Regions from separate parts of the Mus musculus genome. Here region 2 is linked to region 1. The links are chromatin contacts, called in public capture Hi-C maps. All regions are on one chromosome and are shown on one strand. Each heading gives the region's core, a stretch centred on a gene start, on an enhancer-like site or on the middle of the called end of the contact. The rest is flanking DNA. Distances are from core to core; before and after follow the strand shown. Region 1 has its middle 33 kb from the start of Smc3. Region 2 overlaps Gm31418 (a long non-coding RNA gene).

Region 1 (7,661 bases), core at 3,321-5,820:
GGATCTCTGTGAGTTCAAGGTCAGCTTGGTCTATAAAGCAAGTCCAGGACAGCCAGAGCTTGTTACACAGAGAAACACTGTCTTTAAAAAACAAAAACAACAAAAAAAACAAAGACAGAAAAGCAAAACAGTAACAACAACAAAAATCTCAGAAGGAACAAAAAGTTTGGTGGCACAGGCCTGTAGTCCCAGCTATCAAAGAGCTGACGTTCAAAGCCTGTCTGGACTAAGAGTTAGTTCAAAGTCAACCTGGGCAATTTAAGGAGACTAAGAAACAGTAAAAAAGAGCAGGGCTTGAGAGATGGACTGGCTGCCCTTCCTGAAGACCAGGGTTCAATTCCCAGCACCCACAGAGCACAACTGTCTGTAACTCCAATTCCAGGGAACTCACACCAATGCACATAAAATAAAATTAACTAAATTACTTTTAAAAAGGAAAAGAAAAAGTAAAGAGCTGTGTGTGTTGATATACCTTAACTCCTAGTACTGGGGAGGCAGAGACAGATCTCTCTGATTTTGCAGCCAGTCTGGTCTTATATATCAAATTCCAGGACGAGCAGGGCTACATCGTGAGAACCTGCCTCCAAACAAAGAAAAGCTAGCTGGGGCACAACATGGTGGTACAGGGCAGAGATGGAGCAAGGCCCTGGGTCAATCCTCATGACCACTGAGAACAGAATCTCATCCCCTGCTGTAAGAGCTTTAATCTGGGCAGGCAGGGGTGCAGGCGAACAGAAGAGCTGCCCAGAAGCTTAATCATGTGACAGCCAGTTCAGAGGGCAGCTAGGAGAGAGGAGGTGGCTGGAGTCAGGAGCCAACAGAGGAAGTGATTGGTGCTGATGACGCTAGTGGAAGGCTATGCTGACTTAGCAACAGGCCTCTCAAGATGTACTGTGGAGGTGACGGGGCTGACTGCTCACGGGCTGACCCTGAAACTGCAGGATGCACATATGAATCAGGCAGCAGATCCTTCCCTAAAAATATGCTTAAAGCCCCAATGACTCTGTTTGAGATTTTGGCTCTTCCGTGGTGTTGCTGCGTTCAGACCCTTACTTCACCTATGCCTGGGATCCTGTCCCAAGCTGCAGGTGCCTTGGCTGATCAACTTGAAGTCAGGGGAAAAAAATCCAGGGGGGATTAGAGCTGAGGAGAAATCTCCTTGCTTGCTGAGAATGTGATTTAAAGATGTTTCGTGGAAAGCATAAACCATAGAGGAAAACATGGCAGCTTAAAGTTAAATTCCTTTTTATAATTTTTGAGAGGGTTATGATTTGAAAGATCCTCATGGGATTATGAGTAGAAAGATATCATCCTCTTCCTCAAGTGTTTATTGGTTGCTGACCATTGAGCTTGCTAGGAAAGACTGTGCCAAGGGGCTGAGCAGACATGGCATCTGGGTGGTGGACGCCTTCCACAATACAGGAAGGAAAAGACAGGAAGGGCCAGAGCTTCACTGGGTACAACTGTGCCTCTGTTTCCCTACACCTGTCTGTTAAGGTTTCATCTTTGCTATGTATTTCAATGCTAAGTGCAGGCCCCCAAGACTTGGTTGCCCCATGTAGACCCAAGTGATACTTTGTGACCCTGCCCCCAAGTTATTTCTGATTGGTGAATAAAAATGTTGACATCCAATAGCTGGGCAGAAGAGACATAGGCAGGGTTTAGAATTCCTGGGCTTGGGAGTCGGAGGAGAACCACGAGGGGGAGAAGAAGGTGAAGGAGGAAGAGAGAGATGCCATGGGTTAGAAGTCAAGAAAACATGGCCCCGAAAAGGCTGGCCAATTGGAGTTTAGAGCAGCCCAGATGAAACACCGTAGGGAATAACTCCGGGTCATTGATAGGAAAGTAGATTCTAGTAGCATATAGGGTAGATATCTGCCCAGCTCTTGTGCCTAAAAGTTGTGTGTCTTTCATCTAGGAACCAAATGGTCAAAGATGGGGTAGAAACCCCGGATTGGGATTAAAAATTTCTACAACATCTGGGGGACATTGTGAACCTTTTAATACTTCAGATTGTGTTTCATCTGAAAGCAGGTGATGTAGACTGAGGTCTCCTCGCCTGATTGTAACGTAGTGACTGCCACAGTGTACTACTTCCGCCTACCCCCAGATCTTTATTTTGGGGTGCGCGTGCGTGCATGACTATGTGTGTTATTTGATTTTCACGACAACCCTATTAGTAGCTACAGACTTGGTATTCCTCATGCTGAAAATAGAAGCCTGGAGAAGCCGAGTGACGTGTTCCAGCAGCAGCTCTCTGTCTGTAAGGTGTGCCCCAGTTCAGGAAAGCAGTGAGAGTCTGCCTTATAGGGACTGTTTTCCATGACTATGGCTGACCTAGGCTGGCCTCATGGTCTTGGAGATGGCCACACAGCAGGAGGCTGCACTCCTTCCTAAATTTGTTGGTAAGTGCCCCCCCCGCCCCCCCGGTCTTCCCTCTGCTCTCCAGTGTCCACACAGTGACTTTCCCCAAAGACTGAGTCACTCTCACTAGTGACACTGCAGGAACGGTTCCATAGTTGAATCACAGTGACCACTTCCTGTCCCAGTTAGGGTCCCCTGTTCTCCAGCGCCTTGACATTGCCACTTTAGAAATAAGTACCACAGTGCTTATGACCTCTGGGTGACTCTGGAGTTCTAGTCAGCCCTTCTACCTTCTATAGTCTCATCTTGTAGGCTGAGACGCAGACTTTCATCTTGGTGCCATTCCACACCATGTCTACAAGGGGCCTGGTGGGAGACCCTGTTCATCCCGGAAGGCTGGTTGGGATAACCTCAGCCATGACGTAAAGAAAATTACCTCTGACTGTGGGTTCCCCTTTGTGACTACTTACTGAGTCTTCTAGTCTCAGGAGCATGTGTCAGGACATGTGTGGGAAGACAGATGCCAAAGGATGGTGTGTATTTTGGGGGAAGGCCCCACATCTGTTCTATTTGCTCAGAAAGGGCTTCCTAGAGGCTAAGAATCACCCTGTCAATGGAGCCTAAGGGACAAGGGAGTATGAGCCAATTGAGGGCCAGCTGGGAAGGAGACTTCTCCTGGGTGTTTAGGACCAGGGAGACTCTAAGACCATTAGGCTACACTGAAAGCTTTAGAGGTCTTTTTGCTGTTTCGAGACAGGGTCTTCTATAAGCCCAGGCTGGCCTTAAACTCATTCTGTAGCTGTAGATGACTTTCTATGTAAACTCCTTTTGATCCTACTGTCTGCCCTTCTCAAGTGCTGGAATTACAGGTTGTGGCACCACACTCTGTTCAGAACTCTTAAAATTCTAAGGGTTAAGGTATTTCTTGCCTCAGAGCCATCCTCAAAGACAAAAGAAAACTATCTAAATCCTAAAAACAGCTGGAGGTGGCAGCATACATACATGCACTTCATAAACACACACACACCGAACACACCAATCATACACCTACACCACACACAATACACACACAAACACCCCCATATGTACTCCACACACAAACACCACAAACATACATGCACCACACACATCACACACACACACACACACACACACACACACACACACACACACACACACACACACACACGCTATACATACACACTGGTAATGACAATTTTGGAACTTTTGGTTTCTTTAAAAACACAAAAATATTATGAGAATATATTTTCATTTTAGTCCCAGGTGTGGGATATGGAGCTGCTTTGGACCGTCCACAGCAGCTGACTGTGATTTGTCTTGTGCTCTAGCAGAGGCGTGGTTTCACCAGCTGCAGATCGTTTGTATGACTGTGTGACGTTTGGAATTCTGGGAATTTCCAGAGGCTACATAAATGTTACAGTCCTAATAGGTGAGATTGGTGGTTGTTTGTTGTTCAGGGGGGATTGGTTACAGTTTGTTAGTAGTTGTGCTCAAAGAAGAAACGAGAAGAAAGAAACTAGATTTAGAGATCTCCCTCTCTCTCTTTCCTTTTTCTCCCTCTCTCCTTTTTCTCCCTCTCTCCTTCTTTCTCTCTTATCTAATAATGGGGCTAAAACCAGGGGAACTAAATGTGGGAAAAAGAAGAACCCACAAAGTAGCAATAAGTTAAAATAGTTTATTGTAGCTACTACTGTTGATATATCCCTGGCTTTGGTCCCAGAGGAGATTTTTCTGCTTTTTCTTTTTCTTTTTCTTCTTCTTTTTTTTCTTCTTCCTATTCTGTTTCTAAAAAGGTTGGAAGAATGGCTGAACAGTTGAAAAAACGTGCAGGTGGAATTGGAGGGATCCGAGAAACAATAAATAAATAAAGAAATAGAGAAGGCTGGAATGAGAAAACAGCAGGGGACACTCTGCTCTCTTGTATGAAAGGATACAGCGCGGGGCTGTGTAACTGCAGAAGCTGTGGCAGGGGTGGAAGCTCAGGGGACTTGAGGAGCTCTAGAAAGGAAGAGAACAAAAAAATTAAAAAAAAAAAAAAAAAAAACGCTCAGTCCGGGTGACTAAACAAGACTGCGGGAGTTCCCCACAGGAGGGAAGAGGGAAAGGAACTGCGCAGGAGGGCTGTTGGGTTAGAGAAAAACTGAAAGGGTGGGAGGACAATTTGACAAAACAGCCCTATTCAAAAGGAGGGATTAATCTCGAACTAATTGCAGGACCAGAGTGGGAGGATGGGCAGCGAGGGGCTATGACATCACCATCGGCTTTCCCACTAGTTTTACAGCATATGCCGCCTGCTAATGGCGTGGAACTAGAGAGGATGGTGTCCTATAGCAATGATAGATCTAAGGAGTTTTAAAGAGGCCATGATTTCATATGGGATACATTAGCCTTGTCTGAAACAAATGCTTAATAACTGGGCTACTAAAATATAGTTATTCCCCAGACAGGAAGGGATTGGTGATGGCAACTTCCTCACTCCACATACCACTGCAACTGCCGACTGGTCTCTGTATAGCCTTGGCTGTCCTGGAACTCACTCTGTAGACCAGGCTGGCCTCAAACTCAGAAATCCACCTGCCTCTGCCTCCCAAGTGCTGGGATTAAAGGCGTAAAACATCACTGCCCGGCTGATTTTTTCTTTTTTTCTTTTCTCCTTTCTTACTTTTTCTTTCTTTCTTTCTCCTTCTTTCTTTCTTTCTTTCTTCCTTTTTTTTCTTTTTACAAAGATTAGTCTCAGCTGTGAACAAAGCCATATCAGACCCTACTCAAGGCAGGTGTTGATAGAGACATGCTAATACCATAGCCCAAGCTATAAATAGAGGCCTCCAGTGTCAAAGTGCCTGGTGCTTCAACTGCAGGAAATAATCATTTGCAAAGGGACTGTGACCCAGACACTAAAGGTCTCAGGTTTCAAAATGCCCGGTGCTTAATTGAGGGAAATATGGCTATTTGCAACAAAATTGAACAAGCATCTTTAAGGGCAATGGTTTCTCTAAATATAAACCAGAAAGAAGGCCTAGGCTTCCAGGGGTTTGCAGGCGATACGGTTGCCATTGGACCAATGGGTGTAGGTCCAAAGAAAACATATTCAAGGTTATCATTGGGAAACACCTCTTGTGCCCCACAGCAAAAATTATGAACCATTTCAGTCAAGGGACTGAAACCAAGAGACACCAAATTATAGAAAAAAACTATAGAATTAAATCAACCTATATAGTATAAGGATGTGTTAATATGGGAATGTGTTGCAGCTGTGGATCTATTTATATTTCCACAGGAATGAAAGCTTATAAAGATTAGAACTGAACAGGGGAGGTCTCCTGAAAACCTTGGTCACTGACCTGAAAAGCACTTAGTTCACTGAAAATGTCTTTGTTTATAATTTCTTTTTTTTTAAAGTTTGCATGTCCAATGGGCCTTTTTTTAAAAAAAAAAGATTTTATTTATTATTTATTTTATATGTAAGTACACTGTTGCTGTCTTCAGACACACCAGGAGAGGGAGTCAGATGTCATTATGGATGGTTGTAAGCCAACATGTGGTTGCTGGGATTTGAACTCAGGACCTTCGGAAGGACCTTCTCTTAACTGCTGAGCCATCTCTCCATCCCTGTTTATAATTTCTTGCTACATACATCACAATTAATGGCTTGAAACAGGAGGGGGAAATCCAGTGACAATTTTAGAATTTCAGTTTCTTTAAAAATACAGAAATAAGAATATGTTTTTCATTCCAAGTGTGCGGATGTGGGGTTCTTTGAACTGTCCACAGCAGCTGACTACAATTTGCCTCGCGCTCTAGCAGAGGCATGGTTTTGCCAGCTGTAGACAGTTTCTGCGGCTGTGTGATGTTTGGAATTCTGGGAAATTTCAGAGGGTATATAAATACTAGAGCCCTGGTAGGCAGGGTTGGTGGTTGGTGGTCATTCAGGGCAGTTCTTTGCAGTTTGTTAGTAGTTATGCTCAAAGATGAAACAAGAAGAAGGAAATTAGATTCAGATCTCTCTCTCTCCCTCCTCTATCTTTCTTTCTCTCCTATCTAGTGGTAGGGGCTAAAACCAAGGGGATAAAGGGTTCGAAAAAGAAGAACCCACAAAGTAGCAAAGACCAGCTATACACACATACCACACACACACACACATGCAGCCACACACGCAGGTGCCATGCACATACATGTGTACTGTATATGCCCCCCCACACACCACAAACATTCGCACCACACATGCACCACATACACCATACACATACATATGTACCATGTAGACACGTGTAAACACACACTACTCTCACAAGCACAACCTCTTTTACACACATATGCTCACATACCCACACACACTCACACATATACTCTCACATGCAAATACACATTCACTCACACACACACACACACACACATACATTTACATGTGATGAAAAAAATTTCTCCAAGAAGAGTCAGAAAAAAGATAATTTGGGGTGGTGGTGGTGCATGAATTGACAGTTATTAGGGGGGGAAGAGATGTTTCCTTATCCCTTGTAGACCGGTCTGGTCTAGAGCGCCACATGTAGCCAAGGTCCTAGGACTGCAGGCTGGAGTCACTCCTTCTTGCTCTGAAGGCATCTCCACAGTAGACATCACTGGTGCTGAGACACTAACCATCCATGATGAAGCAGTGCTCCATGTCAAGGCTCAGTGCTGGGGGAGTCAATTAGACGGCTCAGTGGCCAAAGTGATCGCTGCACCAGCCGTTGACTGGAGTGCCATTCCTGGAACTGACTCCACAGAATCATCCTCTGGTCTCCACACATATTCTGTACACACATGTATCCCCACTGACTGTATTTGTGCTCTCTCTCTCTCTCTCTCTCTCTCTCTCTCTCTCTCTCTCTCTCTGTGTGTGTGTGTGTGTGTGTGTGTGTGTGTGTGTGTGAGTGAAATGCATAGGCTTGTATGCAGGAAGGAAAAACAGATTTTGCTGTATGGTGTTTTCCATAAAGATTCTTTTTAAGTTCTGCATGGTGTTCTTCACCTATAACCCCACAGCACTCAGGAGGCAGAAGGCCAGCCTGGTCTGCATATGTTTTAAGAGGGCGGTGCAGAGTCTTGGTAGGCAGTGAGAGGTCAATTAACAAACCCAGGAACAGCTTTGGAGAACTGGCTCATTTCTTGGTGGGGAGAAAGGGGTATTTATGCCCATCGGGAGGTGGCCAGGGTCTCTGGGACCAGGTTTATGTGGCTGGATACCATTGGCCAGAGCAGGGTGTTGGACAATGCCTCATCTCCATGCTCAGGGACTG
Region 2 (7,661 bases), core at 1,853-4,352, 1.6 Mb after region 1:
ATCTCTGGTGTCTGCAGTCCTAACACAGAGCCTGGTCTAGGATGCACAGGTAATAAATTAATGCTAGATACGGCAGCAGCTACAAGAGGTCCCACTGTATACAGACCACCTGCTACAGGAGCACGGATGACTGATGGCCTCTTGATACTGTCCCTTTGAGTCCACCATGGCATTCTGCTTAGGCTGCTCAGTGACTGACAAGCATCAGCCCTTTCCTGCCACACATGTGCATGCACACACGCACACACACACCCCACTCTTGCAGACACCATATTGGAACAGCACTGCGGTCAGCGGCTGCTCCGTCATGGCGTCCCCTTCCTCCCTCTCTGCTCACTGGCCTCTCCCTTGCTCTGTGGTCTCTGTGCACCTGCTTCTGTTTATCCCACCCAGCCACTGCATAAGCAGCTCCCACACTGGATGAGAAATGTCAGCATCTCTTTGGCATCTGCCTCTCAGAGGCTCCAAACTGCTGCAGACTTGCTGCTTAATGCACCTGAACTTCGCCCATCACAGATATCTTCCGTGCGTGTATCATCATCGTGCTGAGCTCAAACGTTCTGTTTTGAAGACCTGTGCAGCATTGGCTTGGGCAGCCCTGTGTAGTTAAAACTAGTGCTCCAAGTGGAGAACATCTCACAGGGACCTACTTTCTTTATTCTTAGGATGAGGCTTACAGGGTCTTCCTTCCTCCATCACAGCAACATCAAAGAGATGGATGCTCCTTAAATCACCTCAAAGCTGAGGCTGAAGAGAGGGCTCCAGGGCTAAGGGTGCCTACTGATCATGCACTGACTGCAGTCTTGATCCCAGAACAACATCAGGTGGCTTACGGCTACCTGCCTGAGTCCTGGGGGACCTGGTGCTCTCCTCGAGCCTCTGCATGTGCCTGCATGCCTGTACACGTCACACACATGCACAGAATTAAAACTCAAATCACAAATTTAAAAAATAATAATAATAAAGTGCTCTAAACTACTCTAAGCAGGGTTGGTAAACTTTGGTGCAAAGAGCACGTGATAACTATTTTAAGCCTTGTGGGCCACAGTCTTTCTTATGACTATTCAGTCCTACCATGTGATACAAAGGTCGCCCAAAGTTGTGCATGAGTGAACATGACTGTGTCTCAATAAAACCTTATGAAGATGAAACTTTAATACTGTTTGAGAGTGAGACAGACTTGGTCAGAGGGCTTCAGTTGGCTCATGTGTGCCCCAGAGTCATGGAATCTTATGGTTAGACAATCTAGAACCATCATGATAATGGGTGGCCTAACTGTTCCTCAGACATTCGTGACAGACCTGACTAATCAATGTGGAGAACCTTCTTGAAAGGTCTAGAGGTGGCTTCAAAATCCTCCTGGACCTAGGGATAGAGATGAAGTTAATTTAAGTTGGTCATGTAGGTCTGTCTGTCTGTGTCCCACCCACCCCCATCCTGTTCTGTTTCCATGGCTCACAACAGAGAAACAGGCCATGGAGAGATTAAGTAACAATAAAGATAAAAGTAACTTTAATCACATAGAGAGCAATCTTTAATGTTAAACGTGCTGATGTAGAACTAAAACCTAGCCCTTTACATTTCCAAAAAAGAAAAAGTTAAATTGTTTCTCATAAGGAGCAAGAACCAAAGTCTCTTCTTTTCTCTCCCTAAAAAGCAAGACTCCGTTCTGCTAGGATGGATAGGTGTTTGCTCTTGTTTTTCTCCAGCAGAAAGTGGGGCTGGCTCCATGGCCCTGGGTACAGCCCAGGAGGCATGGCCCATGCTCCCTCTTCTACAGGACAGGCTAAGTGGGGAGAGGCAGTTGTAGGCTTCCTCCTCCCCCTCTAAGCCAGTGTCCTGTGTGCCCTCCTCCCCCCCTTATCTCAGCCTCTTCACAAGGAAGATCAAAGAGTCCTGTAAACTGTGCAGCTTCCTGGTACCGAAGTCCGCTCTAGTCCCAGGAAGCCAAGCTCCTTATTAATAGTAAATAGGTGAGCCATTGTCATTTGGGGCCAGCTATCCTTCTGGAATCTAATGGCGCTCAAAGGAGGCTCTCCACAGTTAAGGTACACATTCCGGAGGCACCCCAAGTTCCCCAGCCTGCAGGATCTCCTCTTTGTTTATATGCAAACAACAATCACAAACAGTTAATAGTATACTCACAGCATCACATTTAGGAACACATGCTTTAGATGACTTCAGCTGGTTAGGGAGTCCCCAGTGACCCCATGTGGATGACAGCTTGGCTGGCTGACAAGGAAGTTTCCAGGAAGTCCCTTGAGGACCTGCAGCTGCTGTCTGGGAGCTAGCTTGCATCCTGGAAGGCATGTGAGCTGATTTTCACAGTAAGGTGTTAACCATTTCCCTTAGCACACAAAGCTCAAAGTTGCCCACAACCTCAGAAGAGCTAAGTACTGGCAAAGGTCTTCCTCCTCCTCCTCCTCCTCTTCCTCTTCTTCTTCATGATCGTTTTTTTACACTTTTTTATGTGTGTGTGTGTTCTGCTCACAAGTATATCTCTGTATCCTGTGTATCCTAGCACTGGAGTTACAGACAGTCGTGAACGGCCTACTGAGACTCAAACCACCTGTGACAAGTGCTCTTAACCACTGAGACATCCTTCGAACCCACAAAGCTCCCATAATGGCCTTGCCCAACAGCCAGGGCTTCTGGAGAACAGACTTTTGAGGCTGGGGACTGGTGAGCATGGTCTTGAAAAGCTATAGACTACAGTTCAAATACTCAAGAGTCCCGGGTCACCCATGTCTTCATCTGACATCTCCCTTTCTCCCCCCTCCCTATATGGCATCCACTCGCCTGGTTTCACTCTCAGAGCTTCTGTTTGTGGGCGGTGGGTTGGAAGGACTTGCTACAGAGCAGTCCTGTCCCCTTCAAACCACCCTGAGTCACTCACAGATCACTCCATCGAATGCTACGGCCTTCTAGTTTGTTTCTAGCCTTCCACCAGGATGCCAGCTTCTTAGCAGGAAGCCCTGGTTACTTTTGTCTGCTCGCTATAGGACCTCTACCATCTGGAAGGAAGCCTGACACAATACGTACTTTCTCTGCACAGGAGTCACAGAGGCCACGAGTCTGGAGCCAGGCTCAGACTGCCTGTGTTCTGACAGCCCCAGCTGGAGACAGGCTCAGACTGCCTGTGTTCTGACAGTCCCAGCTGGAGCCAGGCTCAGACTGCCCGTGTTCTGTCAGCCCCGGCTGTGCTCTGAGGATCACCCACTGCTCCTGTGGTGCTTGTTCATTATTTTTTCAAGAACTTTTTACTGAAACCCTACTGTGTGCTAGACTCCATGCTAGACAATGGGTTTGCAGATAAGATGAGCAAAGTCCTTGTGCGCCACAGCTTAGAATGTCACTTAGGACCTGCCAAGTATCCTGCTTGGGTTTCCAGTAGCTTCCTAAAAAATGGAGTGGTTTCTTTTTCCTAGTTCCTCTCGCCTTGCCTCTCCTCTCCTTTTCTCCTCTCTCCTTCCCTTTCCTCTCTCTTCAGCAAGTTATTTAGTGTATATGTGAGGGTTTCGGAGGGGGCTGGCACTACCTGAATGCCAACCATAGTTTTAATACATGACCATTATGTTCTTCTATGTTTAGGAAGTTGCTTAGTGTCTTGAAGGTGGGGCCAGAAGTCAGTGGTGCATGCAGAGGTCGGGAGTGAGGATTCAGAGAGAAAATACTCACCAGGCCTGGTGCCAACCAACCCTCTGACCTTGGCCCAGTTTGACACAAGGCCCAGTGTGAACACTGCAACCTTGGGATGTCCTCTTCCTCTTATGGTGATTCTGTACCAATAACAGCAAACGTGCATCTCAGAGACCTCTCAGGTTCTTCTCACGCATGAATACCCACCACGACGATGATCCTAGCTAACCACGCATACCCCTGCCTTAGTCCCTGCAGGTGGTCCTGACACCGCAGTACTGAAAGTGAGTATAGTGTTTAAACTGATCTTTCCACAAGGGAAGGTCCCTCAAATTGAACTTTGACTTCATATTATCAGAAGCATGAAGGAGGATACAAGACTTAGTCTTCTCTCTGTGTCTGTCTGTCCATCCACACCTAATGCCTTCTGATCACTTGCCCACTACCCACTCCTTGCTGGGGCAACCTCCTGCCAGAGCCCAACCATTGGCTGTCCTCATTCCTCACTTTCTCAAGTGATTTATCTGATGGCCACAAGGTCCAAAACCTGTTAGGCTCCTACAATCACCAAGAGACCTTGACTTCTGGCCTCACAGCCTCCTTCAGTCAAAACCCAACAAGACTCATTTCTTGAGCAAATCCCACATCACACTGATCCTGACCGCAAAAAGATGAGTTGTTCTGAGAAAAGACATGAGGTTAAAGACACTTGAGCCATCAGCTCTTGCCCTATGGCTGCACATGGACAGGAGTAATTCAAGGTTCCCTGTCATCATTCGCAACTATTGCCCAACCACACACAAGGAGGAGTGCAGAGCAAGCTACTACTGGCTTTTGGAACCACAAACAGTCTAGATTGATTTGTTCTCATAACTCATTGGGCAACCGTGGTGACCTCTTCCCTCTTTGCCAGGCCCTGAGGCTCCCTGCTGACTCACAGCCCATCCTGACAGGCAAGAACATCAGCCTCGCAGATGCACAGTGTACCACCGGCTCCAGCGTAATCCAAGTCGCCAGGAGACATGAACAAAACCACTGCCTCCTCACTAATCATCCCCAGATCTATCCAAATACAACCTTCCTTTCAAAATTGATCATGTCCTCACCAGCTCAGATATGTTTGTAGCAACAGTAACTGGGTGATGAGTGATGGCCAAAGATTCTGTTTAAACCAAAGTCTGTGACACTGTCATTTTGACTGATCTGCTTAAGTTTATGAAATACAAACATTCTGTGCTCTGGGTTCTAAGATATCTATGCGTGTAGGACATATAATATAAAGAACTTTTTAAAATATCACACACCAAAAGACCAATCAATACATGGCCACATTAGACAAAAGGCTCTCAAAAAAGACACAATTCCATATATAAATGTGTGAATGAGTGTGTGTGTGTGTGTGTGTGTGTGTGTGTGTGTGTGTTCAAAACCCCATCCACCAAGGAAATGCAAATCAAAACTGCACTGAGATACATCTGTCTCAAGCAGTCAGAATGGCTGTCACCAAGAGAAAAATACACTAACAAACAGTGGTAAAGATGAAGAGGAAAGGCAAACCTGTCACACTGTGGTGGGAAAGGAACTAGAGAAGGCACAGTGGAGAGCAGTAGGAGGCCCTCAAAAGCTGGAAGCTGCTAACATAGGATTCAGCTCTACCACCTCTGAGAATCTATGTGAAGGAACCTACCACACCACAGAGACTCTGGCACGCCTGTTTGATCACCGCACCATGCATAGACAAGTTACATAATCATGTTAGATATTCACCAGTGAATGAATGCAAGGAGAAAATGCAACACACAATTCATAGTGGAGTCTTTCTTAGCTATAATGAATAAAATTATATCATGTGCAGAAAGATGTGAAGTGGAGATCAAATCAGCCAGATTCAGGAAGACAAATGTCAGACGATCACCCATACGTGGGATTCACATTGAAAAGAACACACACACATGCACATGTACACACACACACACACACACACACACGTACGTGCGTACATATATGTATATATACCTAACACATGCACACACATACATGTATACCTATGACATAAAAACATCCAGAGAAGCATTGGGAAGAGGAGAGGAGACAGCAGAAGGGAAGGAGGAGACTGAAGCATGTAGAAGACAGTGACTATAACCTAAGTGTATGATGCACGTGTATGAAAATGTCATAATAAAACCCATTGTCTTGTATAATGAATATATGCTAATTTTCAAAGCCCACAAAGATCATCTAAATGCATCGTCTTCAAAATCCTCCCAAATTCTGCAACCACAATGTCAGAGAATTAAAGTCAACCTGCTAACATCTACTGGTCACAAGCTACTATGCTATGACACACAGAAGTATGTAGCTTAGTCCTCGAGTCGGGCATGTGATGTAACTACAGGATCAGTACACTTTCTGTTGATGTGACAAACACTTGAAGCCAAGTACTGTACGAAGAAAATCAGTTTGTTTGGCCCAAAGTTTGGGAAAGTTCAAGTTCAGGATCTGGTGGACCATCTGTTCAGGGTCTGGTGAGGCTGAACTAGCTGCAGAATCTCTGAAAAGGACAATGGGAACCAAGTTCACTTTCAATAACTAGCTCCAGGAGGCCAGCATTAATCCCTCCTGAGGCCTCAGAGATCCAACCACCTCGCCACTCAGCCCCTCTTAAAGGTCCCAGCACCCCACACATCTGCACTGAGGAGCAGCCTCTAGCACACACATCTCAGGGGGACAAACCACATCCCAAACACAGTGCTCACTGCGCGGTGATGGAGGTCAGAGACGCTGCACATCCCACATTAAAAAATGATGCAAATTCAGCCTGACACTGGAAGGATCATCTAAGGCCACCCTTGCTGCAAGAGAGGAATACTTTGTACTTTGTGAGCTCCAGAGAGGAGGTAGGCAAAGGAATAGGTTATTAAATAGGCTCCATGGATCAACAGCGTCTGCACACAGCACACACTACTTCTCTAATAAAACACAGATGGTTTTGTACTGTCATCCTATAAGAGGTCATCAATGGCCTCCGTGAATGTACCTTGTGACCCTGCTTTAAGTTTCCTAAAACTAAAAGCTTAAGCTGTGGGTTTTTTTTTTCAAGTTTTGTTTCCGTTTTTGTTTTTATTGGTTTTTTTTTGTTGTTGTTGTTTTTTGGTTTTTTTTTTTTTTTAGTGAATATAAACTATACTTAACAGTGGGTATACTGTGACATTTTCACATTAATATTCTCTCTTACTGTCTCTTGCCCTTTCTTTTTTAAATTTATTTTTCTTTTTATTTATTCGTCTCAATTGTAGTGTCCCTCTCTCTACTCCTCCAAGTCTCCCTACCTCCCCTTACCCAAGATCCACTCCTCTTCCGCATTTTTCCTTCAGAAAAGAACAGGCCTCCCAGGGATAGCAACCAACCAGCATAACAAGACACAGTAAGACTAGGCAAAAGCCGTTATAGCAAGGCTGGACCAAGAACACAATAGGGGAAAAAAGGGGTTCCAAGGGACAGATAAAAGAGTCAGAGACACCCCCCACTCCCATTGTTAGGAGACCCTTAACCCCAAGTTCAAAAACCACAGTATTTCTCTTACCCCTTCTTAATCCTATTCCCAGCTAATCTTCCTTCCGCCTTCCCGTGTGTGTTTGTTGTGCTTGGTGACCCAGTAAATTCAGTTATGTCTACTTACAGGAACATGGGCAACTTACCATTAACTACACCACTGAAGAAAATGTACCCCCCTTCCCCAGCAACCACTCCTTGCTTGTAGATCCTCAGGGAGGGGCTAGCCTCCTCAGGGAGGGGCTAGCCTCGTGAGCTTCTCTCCTGTCCATGAGAGGATGTGGACAGGCTGTGCTTTGTGCCAATCAGGGGCTGGTAAGCACAGCTGCTGAGAGTCCCAGAACGGAGTGGGCATGGCATGCCCAAAAGCGGCAGGCATTCCATAGCATGCCCTCCCCTCCCCCTCTTTCCTGGTGCCCTCAGCCTTGAAGGGTTGGCATCACGGGTGTGTGTGTGTGTGTGAGAGAGAC

Evidence for each region. Capture Hi-C pulls out chosen DNA fragments and counts their contacts.
Region 2: a capture Hi-C map of embryonic stem cells shows a contact between it and region 1, with 5 times the contacts expected there. The contact joins two enhancer-like sites. A contact is called at or near these places in 1 of 115 datasets of contacts at active chromatin or transcription factors (large pre-B cells) and 1 of 9 other capture datasets (embryonic stem cells).

Annotation. Positions count from the first base shown.
Region 1 is chr19:53,563,566-53,571,226 of GRCm38.p6, forward strand. No RefSeq gene overlaps it. Among named protein-coding and RNA genes, the nearest start is that of Smc3, 33 kb to the right of the region's middle. Within about 2 kb of position 4,571, at least 23 of the 459 cell types and tissues checked have an H3K27ac peak or open chromatin away from gene starts, as enhancers often do.
Region 2 is chr19:55,135,004-55,142,664 of GRCm38.p6, forward strand. Gm31418 (a long non-coding RNA gene) reads left to right here. Exons shown (of 6, transcript XR_877930.2): 4 at 2,522-2,682; 5 at 3,592-3,923; 6 at 4,553-5,837. Among named protein-coding and RNA genes, the nearest start is that of Gm31418, 12 kb to the left of the region's middle. Within about 2 kb of position 3,103, at least 84 of the 459 cell types and tissues checked have an H3K27ac peak or open chromatin away from gene starts, as enhancers often do.